3 separate regions of the Zea mays genome follow, and all the other regions are linked to region 1. Evidence: chromatin contacts called from public Hi-C data. All regions are on one chromosome and are shown on one strand. Each heading gives the region's core, a stretch centred on a gene start, on an enhancer-like site or on the middle of the called end of the contact. The rest is flanking DNA. Distances are from core to core; before and after follow the strand shown.

Evidence for each region. A called contact is a pair of places that touch in the nucleus more often than the background predicts.
Region 2: a contact with region 1 is called in a Hi-C map of bundle sheath, with 2.5 times the contacts expected there. The contact joins the enhancer-like site here to the promoter of LOC100501819 in region 1. A contact is called at or near these places in 7 of 25 Hi-C or Micro-C datasets (bundle sheath, ear, leaf and 2 more) and 1 of 3 datasets of contacts at active chromatin or transcription factors (leaf).
Region 3: a contact with region 1 is called in a Hi-C map of leaf, with 3 times the contacts expected there. The contact joins the enhancer-like site here to the promoter of LOC100501819 in region 1. A contact is called at or near these places in 7 of 25 Hi-C or Micro-C datasets (ear, endosperm, leaf and 1 more) and 1 of 3 datasets of contacts at active chromatin or transcription factors (leaf).

The regions. Positions count from the first base shown.
Region 1 is chr8:3,090,998-3,094,567 of Zm-B73-REFERENCE-NAM-5.0, forward strand. It overlaps LOC100501819, which reads left to right and starts at 1,519. Exons shown (of 3, transcript NM_001357723.1): 1 at 1,519-2,276; 2 at 2,424-2,912; 3 at 3,030-3,570. The coding sequence starts at 2,003. The coding sequence ends at 3,166.
Region 2 is chr8:2,996,508-3,000,140 of Zm-B73-REFERENCE-NAM-5.0, forward strand. No RefSeq gene overlaps it. Among protein-coding and RNA genes, the nearest start is that of LOC100501819, 94 kb to the right of the region's middle. Within about 2 kb of position 1,819, at least 19 of the 20 cell types and tissues checked have an H3K27ac peak or open chromatin away from gene starts, as enhancers often do. A contact at or near this core is called in bundle sheath, ear, leaf and 2 more, where this site is marked.
Region 3 is chr8:3,216,147-3,219,534 of Zm-B73-REFERENCE-NAM-5.0, forward strand. No RefSeq gene overlaps it. Among protein-coding and RNA genes, the nearest start is that of LOC100278151, 29 kb to the right of the region's middle. Within about 2 kb of position 1,490, at least 6 of the 20 cell types and tissues checked have an H3K27ac peak or open chromatin away from gene starts, as enhancers often do. A contact at or near this core is called in leaf, where this site is marked.

The sequences.
Region 1 (3,570 bases), core at 269-2,768:
TTCTCTCACTGTTCGTGGTGGTCAACGATTCTCGCGTGAAGATAGGTTGGAGAAGGCGGACGCGCCCGAGGTCCTTATACCCAGGTCGAGGCACGCAGCGAGGAAGTTTCGCCCAAGCCGTTGCGCGCGCAGAGATGGTGGGGCACGCGGCGCGCGATTTTGGCGGAGAAGAGGAACAATAGCTGAGTCCACGCTCCCGAGGAACAGCTTCTGACAAACGGGTCCCGCGCGGCAGTGACCCGCTGGCGTGACATCCCGATTTCGACCGGTGGGCCCAAACCGCCAGTTGGCAGGCGCACGCGGGCGGGATGGGCTGCACGGAATTCATTTGTGGGCCAGGCGGACTGAATTCGGCCCGAGCGGAGTTTCTCCATTTCTTATTTCCTTTTCTTTTCTTTTCTTTTGGTATTTTCTTTTCTTCTCTCTTCTCTTCTCTTTCCAAATTTAAAATTTCACATTTAAATCTATGTGTGTGAAGTTCATATTAAATGTATATATTCACATAACAATATGGACTGATTTTTTAATTCATTTATATTTTTATTTTATCCTATTTGTATGGTGTTTTCCTTCTCTTTTCTCAATTCTAGAATTTCTTTTAGATCTTAAATTCCAAACATTTTTCTTGTCATATTATTTTTATGTTGCCACAAGGTGCACACAAAATAAAGACCCAACATGATGCATATTTTTGTGGTATGTCTTTTATTAATTATTGATTTTTTTAAATATGGTGTTCACATGTGATGGTAAATAGATACTACACATATAAATAAAGGAAATATATTTTTCTCCTTTTATATTATCACTTACAAAGTGGGTATTACACTTGATTTCAAATAAATAAAAGGGGTTATTTATATAAAAATGACGCAGCATGATCATTGAAATTGTTGTTTTAATATAGTAAAGATGAACTGCAGTCTGCCTTAAAGCTCGGTGCATCTGAGCATCGATTGCACCGAAGAAAGCCACAGAAAAAAGAAAAGAGGGAGATGGAAGAATCTGGATAGAACATTGAACTCTATTTATTTCTGATTTTTTTTCATGAACAATTTGAGGGTGTACTGTGCTCAGCTTTTGTATAATTTGGAAAGAGAGATCTGGAATGTTTTGCGCACACAACTCATGCCCCGTCCTCGGATGCTAGTAGCAGCATCATTTTTATGTCACGGTGCTAATAATGACAAGGGCGGGTAGAGGATCGATGTGGGTTGGAAGCAGGATGTGTAGAAGGGAAATGGGGTGGGGGTGGGGTGGGGTGGGGTGGGGGTTTAGGGTGGGTGCGCATAGAGACGAGGGCGCCTGCGAATGTGATGGGTTTTGTCAAGGCCGGCAGGGGACAGAGGTTCTACCCCAGGCTGGTAGTGGCCGGGGTTGGACTCCCCAAACCCACACGGGCGGCCTCTGAACCTGTACCCAAAGAAAAAAAAAACAACAAAAACAAATCTGTGCAAATTCTCTCCCTCCTCCTCTCTCTTTCTATCTGGAATTCTGGATGCAGTCTGCAAGGATGACACAAGAACAAGAACAACGCGCAGTCTCTCTCCTCTCTACCCTTCTGCTGCCATCGATCTCAAAGCAAGGGAAGGGAAGGGAAGCCGCCTGAAAGCCCAACCAAACCAAACCAATCGCATCTCCCACTCGAAAAAGGCAGGCATCCAAAACCCATCCAGGGTAGAAAGAGAGAGGGAGAGAACGAGGAGGTTACCCATCAATCAATCAACAAGAGACCTACTGTATATAGAGCAGAGAAGGGGGATACTAATTTGTTAGTAAAACTCAAACAAGGAAGCACTTATTTTGTGCTTGTTTAGTTGCGATCAATTAGCCCGCCGCCGCGCCGCCGCCTCCTCCTCCTCCTATATTAGCCCACTTCCCTTCCTTCCTTTGCAGCAGCAAGAACTAAGGCTTGTCCCTTTCCCTCTCTTCTCCTCCCCTCCCCTCCGTCTCCCTTCCCCATCTTCTCTCCTGGAAGCCGCCTCGGTCGGACCCGGACAAGATGGCCGCCTTCTTCGGTGCTGCACCGCCGCCGGCTCTCGCTTCGTTCCGCCACGAGGAGGAGCAGCATCAGGACGCCGCCGAGGAGGTGTACCACGTGGACGATGTCGACGAGGGCAGCGGTGACGGCCGTGGCCACGGCGGCGCCGGCCAGGGGAAGCTGTGCGCCAGGGGCCACTGGCGCCCCGCCGAGGACGCCAAGCTCAAGGAGCTCGTCGCTCAGTTTGGGCCCCAGAACTGGAACCTCATCGCCGAGAGGCTGGACGGCAGATCAGGTAATGCCAGCCACTACGCACCGCAATGCGGATGCGCCTGCTTGCTTCGTGTTCCTGACGGCCGGTGATTGCGCGCCTTTCTCTCTCTCTCTCTCTCCCTCTCTCTCTCTGTCGTCTGATGGAAATGGAATGGAACCGCGCGCGCAGGGAAGAGCTGCCGCCTGCGGTGGTTCAACCAGCTGGACCCGCGGATCAACCGGCGCGCCTTCTCGGAGGAGGAGGAGGAGCGGCTCCTGGCGGCGCACCGCGCGTACGGCAACAAGTGGGCTCTCATCGCGCGCCTCTTCCCGGGCCGCACCGACAACGCCGTCAAGAACCACTGGCACGTCCTCATGGCGCGCAGGCAGCGGGAGCACTCGGGCGCGCTCCGCCGCCGCAAGCCCTCCTCGACCTCGCCCTCGCCGGCGCCGGCGCCGGCGCCGCACCTGGCGCCCGTCGTCGTCCTCCACCACCACCACCACTACGCCGGCGGCTCCCCTCCCATGCCGCCGTTGCACGCCGCCGACGCCCACACGCAGTACACGGCGGCCGCGGCGGACACCCGCGCGCACAGCGGCGGCGAGTCCGACGAGACCGCCTCCACGTGCACCACCGACCTTTCCCTCGCCTCCGCCGCCCCCTGCTTCTACCAGAGTGGTACGTACAACGGCACGGGCCTCGGCCGTCGTCGTCTCACTCCCATGTCGTGTTTTTTCCCCCCGAACTGACCGCCTGCCGTGGCGTGCGTGCGTCCGTCCGTTCCTTCCTCCGCAGGCTACGACGTGGCCCCGCGCGCCGCGGCGTTCGCACCGAGCGCGCGCTCCGCCTTCTCCGCGCCGCCGGCGACGGCGCGCTCCGACGACAAGGTCTCGCTGCCCTTCTTCGACTTCCTCGGCGTCGGCGCGGCGTGATGGGGGGGCCGGCCCGGGCCGGCCAGGCGGCGGTGTACAGGAGGGCGGAGGCGGTCAAAGGACGAGAGCCCCGGCGGCGGTGAAGCCGTGCCCGCGCGTAGTTTAGCTTTAGAGCCCGAGTTAAATCATCGAGAACAGAACATGGCCTGAGCCTGAGAGAGGAGGAGAATGGCGATCCACCATTGAACTGGTGCCCGTGGCATTGCAGACTAACAGCTCCGCATCCGTTCGGCTGCTGATGTTGCTAGTAGTAATGGTACGGTGATTACTCTCTGCTTTGGGTTGGGAGAGACGAGTTTGCAAGCACCACCAGACCAAGCAAGGGCGACGATGGGTATGGGTGGATGTTTGCAGAAGAAGAAAAAACCGCTTGTAACACAAACTGCAGGACAAAGGCAGATCAG
Region 2 (3,633 bases), core at 569-3,068, 94 kb before region 1:
GTCGGCGCCACAGATCTTGGCGCCGACTCCCTTTATTCTGCAGCCGCCAGAGTCTATCCCCATTTTTCTGCCCGCGCCGCCGTGTCTCGCCGCCCTGCCCCTCGCACCCGTCGACGCCGCGCCGCCCTGCGCCCTCGCGCCCACCGGAGCCCGCGCGCCTCCCCCGTTCGTCGGCGCCGACCCGCCCGCGCTGCCCCCTGCTCCACGGCGGCCGCGCCCCTCCCCCGGCCAGCGCTCCACCACCCCGCCCCGGCCGCGCCCGGCTCCCCGCCGGCCGACCCCGCCCCGCCCCTCCCGACGTCCGCGAGACTATTCTCACCATTAAATTCATTCGACGTTGAACAATAGTTGGCTCAAATGCAAAGTTAGCACACATCCAATACCTCTGTCGATAGGTGTCATGATCCTCAGACTTATCAACCTTACAAGGATCACCACAAAAACACATAGGCACTGGAACACCACTTGGCAAAGGCAGCGGGTCGAAGGCAGTTCCGGTCAAAGGACCCTTCCTAAATTTCCATAAGCTTTATAACAATCACAAATATAATAGACTCACAAAATAAGAGACAGATCCAAAACTTACCTTTGTTTAGCAGATTTACCACGCCTAGACATCCTATAAATCAGGCTGATATCTCTAGTTTCGAAGAATTGGAATGAGCACACCAACCAGTCAGACGTAGGGTCCTATTTATAGGCACTTACCTCGGCGCCATAGATCTTGGCGCCGAGGTAGGTGTCGTTGACCAGTCGCCTACCTCGGCGCCAAGATCTATGGCGCCAAGGTAAGTGCCATGTAGATTCTAGGTCATACCTCCATCTGACGTATGCACGCCAATAATATTGGCACCGGCACACACAGGCTCGGTGCCAATGATAATGGCGCCGAGCATAGGGTCCATTTTTTGAAATAAAAACTGCCTGAGGTATAATTGTGCAAAAAAAAACCCCGAAAAGGGCCAATTTGCAAAATAGTTGGAGGGGGGAGGGAAGAAAAGAAGATCACGCAATAAGCTGGAAGCCAACAATGCAAGCACTAAAGGCTTTGAATGCATTGGAACTAATAGTTAGCGGCTAAAATTAATTGAATACATCCAAACAATCCAACTAATATATAGCTAGCTAGCTAATTTCAGTAGTATTTTTTTAGCCAACTAAAAGGTGCTTCAATGCATGAGACTACGAGAGCTAGGTAATAGTTAGGTAGGTAAAAAAAATGCTAGTGAAATCAGCTAGGTAACAGATATATAGCTAGCAGTGCAGCCACAATATTAAGCTAACGGGTCCGGTTGATCCGATTAGACTATATAATGAGATATACTACTAAACTCCACCAGCAGTGGTATGGTACCCCATATATATATATATATATATATATATATATATATATATATATATATATATATATATATATATATATATATATATATATATATATATATATATATATATATATATATATACCAAAAACCCCTAGAATTAGTAGGCAATAATCAGCTAAGCGGCGGCCGTGTCGCGACTCGCGATCGCGATCCCGATCCCCGTCGCGCGCGTGCGTTGGTGTGCTTGGCTGGCTGGCGCCTGGCTTGTCGTACAGACCCGGACCATGCGGCACCAACATGCGTCGCATCGAGCCGTCCACGCGTCCCCGGCCGCACGTGTGGCCTCGGGCCCTGCTGTCCCGCAGGCTAGGCGACAAATTGAGTGAGGGGTGGTGGGTCTGGAGCAGTCTTCCCATCGTCGTGTCAGGTCGTGCGTGCCAGTGCCAGTGGTGGCCGGCCGCACGTGCTGGCGCGTCCGCGGTTATCGAGAGCGAGTGAGCGTGAGCGTGTGCGTGTCCGTGTGCAGAGGTGGAGGAGGTGTCAGGTGGGTGGCCCTGCCCCTGGCCCCTCGGCACGGTCGCACGGCCGGACTCTGCCTTGTCGCCTTGCACCTTTCTCTCTCTCTCTCTCTCTCTCTCGGGCGGGCCGTTACAATGGGACGTGCGCGACGGTGCTGGTCGGTGGGCCTGTAGTGTACTGCTGCTGGTGCAGCGCAGCAGCGGTGGAGAGTTGAGACTTTTTTTTTTTATTTCTGTTGGAAAAAAATCAGAAAGAGAAGGGGATGGGGTGTAGTGGGAAACAGAAACAGGCAGGCATAGATAGAAGGGGGGATGCAGTGTGCAAAGGCAAAACAGAAGCGAACAACAGTTGAGGGGAAAGGAGGGAACAACATGCTTTGCTGTCTCCCTGACACCCGCAATAATTCACACACACACACACACAGAGAGAGAGAGAGAGAGAGAGAGAGAGAGAGAGAGAGAGAGAGAGAGAGAGAGAGAGAGAGAGAGAGAGAGAATAAATAGTGCTCTCTGACTGACTGACCCACCCACCCACCCACCCCTCTTTCTCATCTCATGGCAGCTTTGCTAGCCCCCCTGTGCCAAAAACTCCAGCTAGCCCCTGCCACAAATCTTTAACCACAAGAGTACTCTCCTATACTACCATCCATCATCCACAAGCACTGTACTCGTAGTAGTACGCGACACGAATTGTTCCTTGTGCATGCGTTTTTGCGCTACGCCTGCCCGCCTTTCGCCCAGGGCTACTGCTGCTGCTGCTGGTGGCGGCGGTGGAATTCGTGTATGAATGGCAGCCACGCCACGGACGACGCAGCAGGGGGAGGGGCGGTGCGTGATCCAATATATTCCAACCTCCCCAGATGAGGGTGGGTTAGGCCGCCCCTTTTTCCTGGGGTCAAAGTTTTACCCCGTTGCTACACATACTGACATACACATACACGAATCAATTTGTTTTACGACCCACCGGCGCCTTAAGAAGAAAAGAGGGAGTAGTAAACTACTGTTGTAGTTGTAGTAGTAGTAGCAGAGTACAAATACAAGATTCGGTATGATGAACAAGCTGAGAAAGGGCAGTAGGAAAATGAATACCGAAGCAGAAGAATCTCTCTCTCTCTCTCTGTAAGCATATAGATAGAACCAAAAGCATGGCCTAATACTATAAACACTAGCTAGTAGTAGCTAACTGGCTAGCTACTAAGCATATACAGTACGTACTAGATAGCATCATGCATGGACAGGTATATGTATGTATTCATTGATCTCCGGCGCGTTTAAAGTACCCAACTCCAACCCAACCGTCGTCTTGAGGTGATGGCGATCGAGTGGCGACGGGGAGCTAAAAGAAGGGACGAAGCGTGCTGGAACCAGTTGATGTCATCAGAGTTGACTGTCGCCGTCGACGACGACGGGAGAGGAGGATGTCAGGCTCGCTCGTCTCGTCTCGGTCTCGGTCTCGGTCTCGTCCAAGTCCAACCAACCTCTGCGCGAGCAAGAGACAAAGGGCGAACCGATTTACAGACAAACCAATATAATGGAGAGAGATGGATCTGCTCTGTCTGTGTCTGTCTCAAAAGGCCAAGATCTGTCTTCGCTGCGGCTGCAATCCGGCTGCGGCTGCGGCTTCTACAATATTTGTCTCTCTATGGATTGCAGTTGCAGCAATCCAAACAGCTGCAACAGTGTCGGCTTGTAGCCAGCCGAACACGCCCAAAGTCGTCTGTTAGAGGTAAAGCAGCTGGCAGGCATGTGTCATGCATGAACAGAGTGTGATGAAGGAAGCCAGGAGGCCT
Region 3 (3,388 bases), core at 240-2,739, 130 kb after region 1:
TCTCCTCCGCTAGACACGTAGCACTCTGCTATACCCCCCGTTGTACACCTGGATCCTCTCCTTACGCCTATAAAAGGAAGGACCAGGGCCCTCTTAGAGAGGGTCGGCCACGCGGGGACGAGGGCGAGACAGGCGCTCGCTTGAAGCCGCTCGCTCCCTCTCCCGCGTGGACGCTTGTAACCCCCTACTGCAAGCGCACCCGACCTGGGCGCGGGACGAACACGAAGGCCGCGGGATTCCCACCTCTCTCACGTTGGTCTCCGGCCGCCTCGCTCTCCCCCCTTCGCGCTCGCCCTTGCGCTCGACCCATCTACGCTGGGGCACGCGACGACATTCACTCGTCGGCTCAGGGACCCCCGGTCTCGGAACGTCGACATCTATAATTTTTTTAACTTGTGTTGTTTTATTTTTTGATATCCCAAAGATATCAAAAACAAGTGATCAACAATGTAGTAGTGGAAACACTGAATAAACTAATAATTTGTGCCCTCTACCTAATATATATGCATGTTTATATTAATGTAGGACGGCCCTAAATGTTCTTGGCTCTAGGTAATGTGCCGCTCCAGCTTAGAAAATACTATAGTGGCGATTAGGCGCGTGGTTAACGCAAACGCTTGTCGTTATTAGTTCGCGCAATGCATTGAGGATCAGATTCTAACGACATGCAAATGGGCCCCTTTTCATTCCGGAGACCAGATTATTATATCGGTCCTCCTTTTAATAATATAGATGATTCTTATTTTCTGGTAGGGTCAAAGTATCTTAGTTTGATCAAATTTATATAATAAAATAACAGTATTTAGTTATAAAATAAGTATTAGTAATATTTTATTAATTATATTTTGTAGTATATATATATATATATATATATATTTGTCATATTTTTGTATTTTTAAAATAATTTTAATTAAACTTGAGATGCTACCAAAAAAGTTATTACGTGCAATTAATGATCTACTGGCTACATAATTAAGCTAGCTAGTTCCAAAGCGAGGAGCATCAACAGATAAGACCAAGCTAGTTTGTTGAGCCTTCATGCATGGATGGTAACGGTTGTCGGTCACAACAAATAGCATCTAGACACCGACCAGATCACCAGAGTATGAGTTGATTACGGGGTCTCACTTTCGTTTCCAGAACAGATAAGTTCTGCATGCATGGCGAACTCAAAGACAAGTCCATTACGATCGAATCGATACACAGTGCCTGTCACTGTCACTGTCACTTTCGTTTCCAGAACAGAAGTCGATCGTTCGACGACGATGTACTCCCTCCGTTTCTTTTTATTTGTCGCTGGATAGTGTAAAATTGCACTATCCAGCGATAAATAAAAAGAAACGGAGAGAGTAGTAAACAAACTGTTGGGTTGGCAGAACTTCGCCACTGATGAACCAAAATATAAAATGATAGCTCACGGATGGGTTTTGTCAGCAACGTAACTGGCTGGAAAAAGTCGAGCACATCGACGCACGCTCTTGGACTATGTGGCGTATGGTGCGTTCCACACTGACAATGATACTCTGATACTGATATAATATATTGGCACTTGCATTGTAGACAGTCATGTTCGCTGCGGCGATTCTACGTTTTCTATAGTATTTTGTCTTTATAAATTATAGCTGCAGCAGTCTGAACAATTAGATTAAAGCCATATAGAACAGGCGAGTCGTCGTCGGCGAGGACAGGACAACAACTTTATGTGTCCAAGCCACCAGTAGTTGAAGAACCAACCACTGGAATTTTGCAAATGAAATTCTAGAAAGAAACTCTGAGATGACACGGCGGTTTGCATGCTAATGAGTCAAGAGCTCCAACACAATGCTTTGTACTGATTTAAATCTCTACCTGTTTTTACTGTGCTTGAAATATTTTGATCAAAAAAGGTATGTACCATTCCTTAGAAAAATTAAATTCGATCAGAGCACAAAGGGATTAATAAGGCTTCATCATCCAGATTTAACATGCATAATGCACTGAACTAGAGATTGCAACCTACTATGAACTTAGTCTATTGTCTTCTCATATATACACATGCTCTACCAAACTGGTCCGAAATTTCTTCAGTTAACGTACAAGTAGTGCCTGGAAACATGGGTCTATATACAGAAAGATTGGAAGCAGGAAAAGAAAATCACATGGCCCAAACGTTGATCTAGAATCTACACTCTTGTAATCACCTGAAATAACCTGGGTCATCAGCACTTGCATAAACTAACCGCCTGCATAGTTGTGCTGTGCTCTGCACTGGGCATTTGAGCAACGTAAAGAAGAATCCAGTAAGTAACTGCTATAGAGAAGGTGTTAGTTAGGTCGCAAGAGATTTCACTAGGCAACTGCTATAGAGATGGAACCGAAGGACACTTTACTGGCTGTAGTATAAATCTTGCCAATAAAATAGCCGATGCAGTTATTAGTGATGGAGGGTAAGAGACTAAGAGTAGATTGTACTCCAGTAGTGATATATAGCTCAGCGTACATTGGCGAGGAACCTGAGATGCAAAGCAGGATCCTGTACAGACAGAAAATGTCAGTGAATGGTTGTCTTTGTAACTTAATAGGAATTCCTTCCAGTAAACAGAAGCTGACTATATAGCAGTACCTCATCACACTCTTGTGCAGCACGAGCAAATATACTATTGTAAGCAAAAACGAAAAGAACAGAACAGAAGAGTTACTTGGATGTTAGATTAGTATAACACCATAAATTTTACTAAAACGAAGTAGAACAGAAAAGCACCTCAAAAAGCACTTTTGCTGTGGGTGCTGTCATTTCAAAATTCAAGTAATTCAGTACAGAAACATCCATATCTAAAACCTGTTAATGTACAGGTTTTCTTAGTGACAGTGACAAAGAAGGGACACTATTGGATATGGTATGCTGTTTTTTTTAAAGTGATATAAGAAGGAAACATATCACAAACCTTATCTCTGAAGTATGTATTGTCTTATGTAGCAGAACAAGGGATTATATTCTCGTTTTGCAATTTTCGAAAACCGTTTTGTTGACCAAATTTTGACTTTTATATTTTTAGATTTCAAACTGAAATACCTCTGAAACCAGAGCGAATTTCGTTTCTCGTCTACTACCGAGAACGAGAAATTTGCCAAGAAACCGAGCGAGAAATACAACACTGAGCAGAACTAGTACAATGACCATTGCAACAGCACACACTCATATTTGATGAGTGACTCTGGCAATCCATTTAACCGATTTTCTTATACAAGATCTATTTTGCACATGACTAGATTCCAAGACCTACTAATCTGTACAGTCTGCTCGCATGCACACGAGAACTACTCCTATGTTGTTGGTGCAAATATCATCCAAGTATCTGAACCTGGCAGATCCTACAAACTAATCTACATCCTCTGCTTTGCATGTGCA